2 separate regions of the Triticum aestivum genome follow, and region 2 is linked to region 1. Evidence: chromatin contacts called from public Hi-C data. All regions are on one chromosome and are shown on one strand. The core of a region is the stretch at or near the end of the contact, and the rest is flanking DNA. Distances in the headings are between cores, read along the strand shown.

Region 1 (4,509 bases), core at 1,738-4,237:
TCCACGAAGATCAAACGTATGTACTATGTTTGACCAGGAATCAGTGATATAAATACCAGCGTCGACAATACAAAATGAATAAAATATGAAAATGCTTTTGATGAAGGATCTAATGATACAAATATGGTACACTATCATTGATGTTAATGTTTTTTCCCAAAAAAACTTCGACAAACATGCGCAAATTTGACTTATAAGAGCATCTCCAATAGCTTGTCTATATGGATGTCTATACTCGTTTTTCCATGACGTGACCTCAAAACAGGCGTCCAACAGCTTGCCTATATGGTCGTCTAAATATACACATCCTCTATATCGACCTCGACAATGTCCACGCCTGGACAATGTGAAGGCATTGTCTAAACTCAGCTGCAGTCATGATTTCTTCTTCTTCCCAGCGACGGCCCACATGTCATGGTCTCTGTATATAGACATTCTGATGCAAAATTGGACGTGTATATGAGAGTATTTTTTTAGACCATTGTCTATATGACTATATAGACATCTAAATATACACATGTTATTGGAGATGCTCTAATAAAAATGCTAATAGCACAGCTTATATTGTGGAACGGAGGAAGTACCCATCAAAGAAAAACAACACTGTACGTACCATTTTTCTTGTACAATAAAACAAAAGTGTGCTGCTGCCAGCTCCCAGTTTCCTGCTAGTTCAAATCCATTTTAGCCGTGTCAGAACCAACACGACGCGCACACATGGGGACGGACAGGGGTGATGGGATTTGAGTCGCCATGACTCTACGGAGTAGGCACATTCTGTGGACAAGCACAAAGGCGGGAAGGAGGACAATGGGTTGCTGCAGCTACTCGTATGCGTGGGATGGCTACTCTCTCACCGTCACGCCAGATCGGTCACTCCATCACACATGTACTCCTACGTACGTACGTACGTACCAGCAAGCCGTCTATGATCGACGACCACTCCCTTCCTCACCGCATGCGTTGTGCTCTGGGAATGTCCGTGCCGCTTCAGCAGTTAGGCCATGTGCCGCTGCACAATTGACGATTCAGCAGTCTTTTATTTCTTCTAGGGGAGGGATAATGTCATGATTCAAGAAAAAGACGAGCCAGATAAATGGCGGGCGCATTCGACGGCCAATTCCGATCACTTTTCACTCGTCTGCAGTACGCACGTACGTACGTACGTGCAGCACTGTTCCACGCTTTCTTTCTGTTGTTGCGCCCAGCCGGCCCCTGCCTCCCCGAAAACAACCACCAACCATTCAAATCCGCAAACCGGCAACGTCACGCACCCCCACAACCACACCACAATCACGCGTACAATATCATCATTCCATCTCATCTGGTCTCGCGACGTGCAGCTGTACCGCCAAGGACTCGCTCACCCGCTACAGTCCAAGGCCGGGTGAAAAGAAAGGGACCAAAAGCCAAACGGCCATGCAAAACAAGAGGCGAGAAAAAACAGAGGGGCGGTACACGAGTACGAGTAGGAGCGCCCCGCGGCAAAGCACCGGCGATAAAAAGCAGAGGCCTTTTTTCCAGCGGAGCAAAGTGGAGAGAAGAAGCGGCCAAAACAAACGTGATTTGGAGATGGGATGAAAGGACGGCATGACGCAAAACGAGATGAGATTTCGAAAGGTTGAACCAGAAAGTAACTCCGCGTTTGTTTAGGAGACGACCAGAAATCATGGTCCGGTTATTGGATCACTATACTGTGCCTGGGCGCATATTCCTTGTCTACATTTCGTGTAGGATAGATGCCCCTTCCAAGCATAGTGCCGCCACGAGCTGCCTGTAAAATGGCCATCATGTTATTGAGATTCCATGCATCATGGCGATATGGCACCCTGGTGCAGTGGAAAAACGAACCTTCCGCTGGAAGCATGGGGAATTAACCTTCCGCTAGAAGGAACCTCACACGGAAGAAAACCATTTCAATATTTTTTTTTCTTCTTCTTCCCCGAGCTCCACTAATACTAGTTCCTTCGTTAACAAATATAAGTAGTTGCATTTTTCTTTATAAATAGATGTATATAAAAACATTCCAGTTTGTTCAATCACTCATTTCAGTTCGTACAAAGGAAGGCCATATTAAAATATTCAAAATATCTTATAGTATTTGTGAACCTTGGACTAGAAGGGTGGAAAATAAATCTTCAACTAGAAGTAATCTGAAACGGAAGAAAATCATCTCAATTTTTCCCCGGAGCTCAACTAATATTTCTGTGCTCAGATATAGTCCCTCCATTCCTTTACTTAAGGTGTATACATTTTGGCATGGCGGCCAAGGCACATAATTATTCACAAGTTAAGACAAAATTAACTTTGGCTGAATCATTGATTGGTGGCAAGTAAATCATTTAACCTAGAAAAGTAAGAGATACACGCAATCGGGAGATATATACTTTCCCTTTTTTTTTCTTTACAAGCAAAGATACATACAATTGGGGGAGAGATACTTTCCTTTATCCTAGAGGTCTAAAAGCGAAATTTTATAGAATCAAAAGAAATGCAACTTATATTATGGAATTTTATCAAAAACAAAATACACCTTATATAAAGGAACGGAGGAAGTAATTCACAAGCCATGGAGCGGTAATAACAAGAAAATGAGAGTAGCAGACCAAGTTTATTTTGAAAGGATTAAAACGAGAAAGTACTAGTATATCACACAATTGAACCATGAACCCGGTGACCAAAATGCCCCCCAAAAAAATCACCCAACCAGGGCATGAATTTCGCTTTGACACGGAGAGTGGATGCCAGCCAGAGAGGAGATCCCCCCTCCCCTTGCTCAAACAAGGAACGCATCCAACCAACACTTGTACTAGTAGCATGGCACCGTGACGGCCAGACCCCCAACGAGTTGTAGGAGGCGTCGTCGCCATCATCGTCATCCGTTCTTCATCCCTTTCACACTATAAATAGCTCCCCCCAAAGGATGGATTCGTTGCACATTCCCTCTCCTCTCTCCACCCCCGCAGCTGCAACAAGACAAGCCACATCTACATACATCCCCATCCACCCCCGCCCTCACGCGCCACCACCACCACTGAACCAGAGAGAGGGAGGGAGGGCAGACAGGAAGACAGAATTGGCCTGCCAAGAAAACAAAAGAGAGATCAAACCAAACCAGACCAACCAAGAGGAGAATTGCCAAGAAACACACACACACAGAGAGAGAGAGAGAGAGAGAGAGAGAGAGTCGTCAAGAGGCAGTGAGAGAGAGCAAGGCGGGGAGGGAGGGGGAGATGGGGATGCGGGTGCCCGGGTGGGTTGGGGGCCTGGTGGAGGAGAGCTTCTTCGTGGGGTGCGAGGCGCACGAGAGCCGCAGGAAGAACGAGAAGAACATCTTCTGCCTCGCCTGCTGCACCAGCATCTGCCCGCACTGCGCCCCCGCCCACCGCCACCACCCACTCCTACAGGTCCGACTCCATACCTCATCGCTCTCGTTTCTTCATCCTCCGCCTTACCCGAACTCACGGTTAATCTTCTTTAATTGGTTGATTTTCTTGCTGCATGCATGCTTTTTTTGGGTACAATTGTTCTGATTTATTAGTTCCCTCTTCTTCTTCCGATTCGCATGTTTCTTGCAAAGTTTCTGCCCTCGATCTGCTTCCTTTGTCAGCAGGCTAGAAGAGATCATCAAAGGATCAGTGCTGCATGCCTCAGTTAATCTACCTTGTTTGGGCTTAATTAGTAGTAGCCGGACGAATTGGACTAAACTAATGAATCAATTAGCACAAGGTAGCCGCTACACAGACTAGATAGGCCAAGAGGAGGTGTGTCTATCTATCCATCGACCCATCCCAATTGCTTTTTGTTTTGTCCTGTGCTGTCTTTTCAAGAGCTGTTGTTTCCTCGCTTAGATTTGGCTTAAGCCCGGACGGACGGACGCGTGATGCCCTATTGCTATTGGCCACCATCTAGCTACTAGTGGTTGTCTAAGATAGTAGGAGTATTATTGAAGCTTAGAACTCCCCTCTCGTTTTGGAATTCCATGCTAATCTCTCCTGTACTTGCTCGGGTCCTTGTCCATGTCGTCTTGCGAGTTCTTGGTCATACGCCACTTTTCAGGGCCTCGAATTAGGATGGCGATTGCAACATGTAGTAGTACGTAGTATGTAACCATCACCTCACCTCACCTAATCTGCATAAAGCAACAGCCCCATAAATCGCAACTGCCTAGTTTAATTTAATCATGGCAGCTGCAGCTGGATGGATTCTCTGCCAAATTATTCTTCTTCGGTAAATTGATAGGGTAAAAATTAAATATAGTAGAAATGGCCTTTCTAATTTAAAAATAAATTCTGTTGCATGCGGTTTGCTTTGCTCCTCCTCTTGATCCTCTTGATCTCTTTTGCCTCAAGAGGAATGAATTTTCTTGTCCTCTTCCTGCCGGTTCCCAACCCCTTCCTTTTCATCGCAACTAATTTGGCCAGCTTCTGCCGGCATGGGTAGAACTCTGATGTGATGGGATGGAACCTGGTCGAAAATTTTGCGTGAATTTTCACCGCCCCCTTGGCC
Region 2 (4,093 bases), core at 152-2,651, 340 kb before region 1:
ACAATAAATTTACATCTCTCTCTGTATGCAATCCTATCAAACCTAATAAAGCCTTATCTTGCTCACTACTTTGTACCAGTGCGGCTTCAAAACCAGCATCCTCGATTGCCTGAACAATCTCATCTTTGCTAATAGCAGTCGGATCGTACTCAACTTCCCCTAATGAGGTCGCTAATGCAACAACTGCTCTGTTTACACCTGGCAACTTCTTTAAGATCCCTTCAACTGAGTTGACACAGGCAGCACAAGTCATCCCCCCTATCCTAAATTGGCCTGACAAAACCTTCTGTGACTTTGGCTGAGAAACAGCAGAATCTGGGAGGATTTCTGCTTCAAACCCAGCATCTTCTATTGCTTCTACAATGTCTTCTTCCTGAATACAACATACAACAAACACTGTCGGGTCCATTTCAGAAACTTTATATAAAAGCAAGTTAGTTTAAATAAGAAAGGTTACAGGTTGGCAACGTCGTGGAGAGTTGAGATCTTTGAAACAGACCTAACATCACTTTTTTTTCAGAGGTTGTTTGCAATTGCAAGTTTACAGTACAGGTGTTTCATGGTCCTGTTGGGGAACCAGTTAAATTACTTGAAAATCGTTATGATCCAATACTAGGACTGCACCTTTACAATTTAACTGGTATCTTTACCACATGATTATCAAACACGCTAGACTTGATTCCCGACAAAGCAACGCAGAGCGTCCCATAAACTCAGCCCACACGACTGATCAATCGGAACAGCCAGCTAGAACAAGGACAGGCGAGCCGAAAATGAAGCAGATACAGCACGAGTTGTGAGTGTTCGTTTCGCATCCTAAGTTCCTAACCACCATAACCGACAAAACGCAGCTAAGTTTCCCGCCTCGAGCTGACCAATTCCGCTGCTGATTACCAACAAGAGCGCTATAATCCTACAAACTCGAAGCCACCGCGCAAGAATTCACCGCAGGGGCGCGATCCCAGGCCAAATCTCCAGCGCGCGCGCGGAGGCGAGGGAGGGAGCGGAGGGGGAGGGATCACACGGAAGCAAACCTTGGCGAGCGCGGGGTCGAACACGACGTGGGCGCGGTTCTGCAGCAGCGAAACGGCGGCGCTGCTCACGCCGCAGCGGGCGGAGAGGGCAGCCTCGACGGCGCCGGTGCAGGCGGAGCACGTCATGCCCGTGACCCGCACCTGGGCCCGCCGCATGCCCGCCTCCTCCTCCTCCTCCGTCCGCGAGCTCGGCCCCTCCGCCTCGCCGTAGGACCCCAGCAGCGCCACCTCCTCCATGTCGTCGTCGCTGCCGCCGGCGACCGCCGTGAGCTGGAGGTGGGCCATGGCCGTCAGAGACGGGGGGTGGCGAGGCGAGGCGAGGCGAGGCAATAATTCGGAGGGGAATGGCAAAATGTGGGGGGGGGGAGAGACCGACCGAGCAGGCCGGGAAAGGCGCTGGGTGTAATAGTGCGAGACGTGAGGGGTGGCTCCGAGATTCCGCGAGGATTCTGGGGGCGTTTCTGAAAATGTTGCGGATAGTGCCGGTTTGGTGGGTAGGTAAGCCGGCAAATCCGGGGGTGTTAAACTGGCGTTAATAATCTCCTTGTGATATGGTTTGACTCGATCGTCCATACGATTGGATTATCTCCTTGCATGAAAGAATGCGTCTTTGTCGTCACGAAAGCGTCAACGTTGAAGGCTTCGGCGTCAAGTATGCTGCAGATCAATCCTAGCGGCGTACACAAAGTCGCACTGCAAAGCATGAGCTCTCTCCATCACTCGCCGGAAGCAGCCAGCGATTGCGTCAGGCCTATACATACGCATGCATGTCCGCTGTATTTTTTGTTCAGAGCGATTGACTCTTTCAGAAATCCAATTTGGTCCTTTGGCCCGTGTGTTTTTTTTTTTTTTTGAAGATCGGGTCGATCGCCCTTGCATTCGGATCGCTGGTTGCTGATAATGCCATCGCTTTCAGCCATCTGCTCGTGTGTCTGGGATTTCGCGAGACCTATTACTAAGAAACACCAGTCCTACTGGGAAACAGCAGCACCATCCTTCGTGGAGATGACTCGGCGATTGAGCTGCTCGCTCCATCCTTCGTGTCCAGTGACTGGTTCCTTTTATTTTGCCAGTTTTTCTTATCTTGGCGCATTTCCGTCCAGTTTTGACAGGCCAGGGAAGCTTCAAGGAGACAAGCTTCAGTGTCCGCTCTGATTTGATCTGGGATCCTGTATACTCCTAGCTTGTATAGTACTGCATCCGCCTTTGCCTTTGGATCACAACAATAAACAACAAACAACATGTCTCAGCAAACAAGGGAACGCGCGGATCTGTTCATCGGTTCAGCGGCAGGGGAATAGCCTTGGTCGATGCATGGCATGGGGACCATACCATCTTCGATCGATCCAGTCCAATCCAGAAAATAGCTTAGAATTATAAGCCGATGTGATCCTCTCGGGATGTAGCAGATTTTTTCTGCGTCCGCGAGCCCATCATGCTGCGACGATGGAGATGTTTTCTTTCCCTCGAGGAACACGCGGGACAGAGACGTTCTCCCGTTGTTGACTTCAATTCATGGCACGGCCACGCCTACATACGGTGGGTTCGGTGGGAATAGGGATGTTTGTTTACAGGGACTTATTGATATAGAGACATAAAAAAATTTCCTTTTAGTCATATCTAAACCAAACAAAAAGGACTTATAAAGAGTTAAAGTGGACATTTAGGACTTATGAAAGAAGACTATCAAGGAGAATCTTATTGAGACTTTTAGTTGTAACTAGGACATATGCCCGTGCGTTGCAACGGGAGATGTGCTTGACGTGTTCATTAAAAAGTTTATAATATCATGCTACGACAACATTCAGGCGATGCAACTCGGCGGCAGCAAAGAGGCGGAGGCCAAGGTTTAGCACAAATATATACCAGCCTCACATTAAGAATCATATATACGATACTTTGTGTTATGATTTTTGTATGACAAGTCCGATTATATTATCCATGATAATCAAAATGCAGCAGAACCATTAGATTATTTAAGGGTCGTACTCGCTCCATCTTGCATGCTTCGTTGGGCGTTAATTCCTTCACTCATCGCAAATTTCTTCTTCTTAGGCCTCCTTTGGTTTAGAGGAATTTTGTAGGAATTTTATAGGATAGGATTTCTATAGGAAAAATTCCTTTAGAGCCCTTTGGTTTGTAGGAATGGAATCCTATTCCTTTGGAGGAATTCTTCCCATCCTCCACATTTCATAGGAAAATAAAAATTAGCCTAGACTCAATGGAAAAAATCCTATGATGTGAAACAAAGGGCATCTTCTTTCCTATTCCTACTCATAGGGTTTGAGATGCATGTCATCTCATTTTCTATGACTTTCCTAATCCTACGATTTTCTTACCCTATGAACCAAAGGAGGCCTTAATAGTTACTAGCAAAACTTGCCCGTGCGTTGCAACGGGAGAAAAAAAATCATCCCTTATAAACATACCCGACAACATCAGCAAACAATATTTTTAAAAAATATTTATGGGCACAATTTGAAACAATATGGAAACCAAGGTTAAGCCACCGGTTACATAAAGCTCGTATCTGCGGTTTAGTATGAAATCATCGTATAGGGTAACTTAATCAATCTCAGGACTCGTCAACTCAGTCTCTCGGAGGTGTCACAAGGGCATGATATGCGTGTGTGCACTCATAGAATGAGTGTATGTATGTGCTTGTGACTTGTGAGCATCTATATTTTGTACAGTGTTTATAAAAAAGGTTTCTTTAATCTTTGCATGCATCAATAATGTGTTTGTGCGTTGCACCGAAAGGAAAAAATCGTCGCATATTTCTAGTGACTCATTTATGATGCCACTATTAATGTCTAGCATCTGCAATTACCGCATTCAAGTCCTCCGACGACGCCTCTAGCTTCACGCTATTTATCAGACGGAGTGAGATTTTTTATATACATTTATAATGCAATTTCTTTTGCATTATTTGGACTTGGTCCAAACACAAGCATTTCGTGTATAAGGTACACACATATCTTATACCCCCACTCCGAGCGTCGTGCAACATCTTCACATATTTACGCTTGTTGTAACCCAAGACCAATTCTCTAATTTAT

Evidence for each region. Hi-C and Micro-C count contacts between places; a contact is called where the count stands out from the background.
Region 2: a contact with region 1 is called in a Hi-C map of leaf, with 6 times the contacts expected there. The contact joins the promoter of LOC123132560 here to the enhancer-like site in region 1. A contact is called at or near these places in 2 of 5 Hi-C or Micro-C datasets (both in leaf).

Annotation. Positions count from the first base shown.
Region 1 is chr6A:148,393,494-148,398,002 of IWGSC CS RefSeq v2.1, reverse strand. It overlaps the pseudogene LOC123132559. Among protein-coding and RNA genes, the nearest start is that of LOC123132560, 340 kb to the left of the region's middle. Within about 2 kb of position 2,987, at least 2 of the 8 cell types and tissues checked have an H3K27ac peak or open chromatin away from gene starts, as enhancers often do. A contact at or near this core is called in leaf, where this site is marked.
Region 2 is chr6A:148,736,021-148,740,113 of IWGSC CS RefSeq v2.1, reverse strand. LOC123132560 (cation-transporting ATPase HMA5) reads right to left here and starts at 1,401. Exons shown (of 9, transcript XM_044552389.1): 1 at 1,035-1,401; 2 at 1-373. The coding sequence starts at 1,319.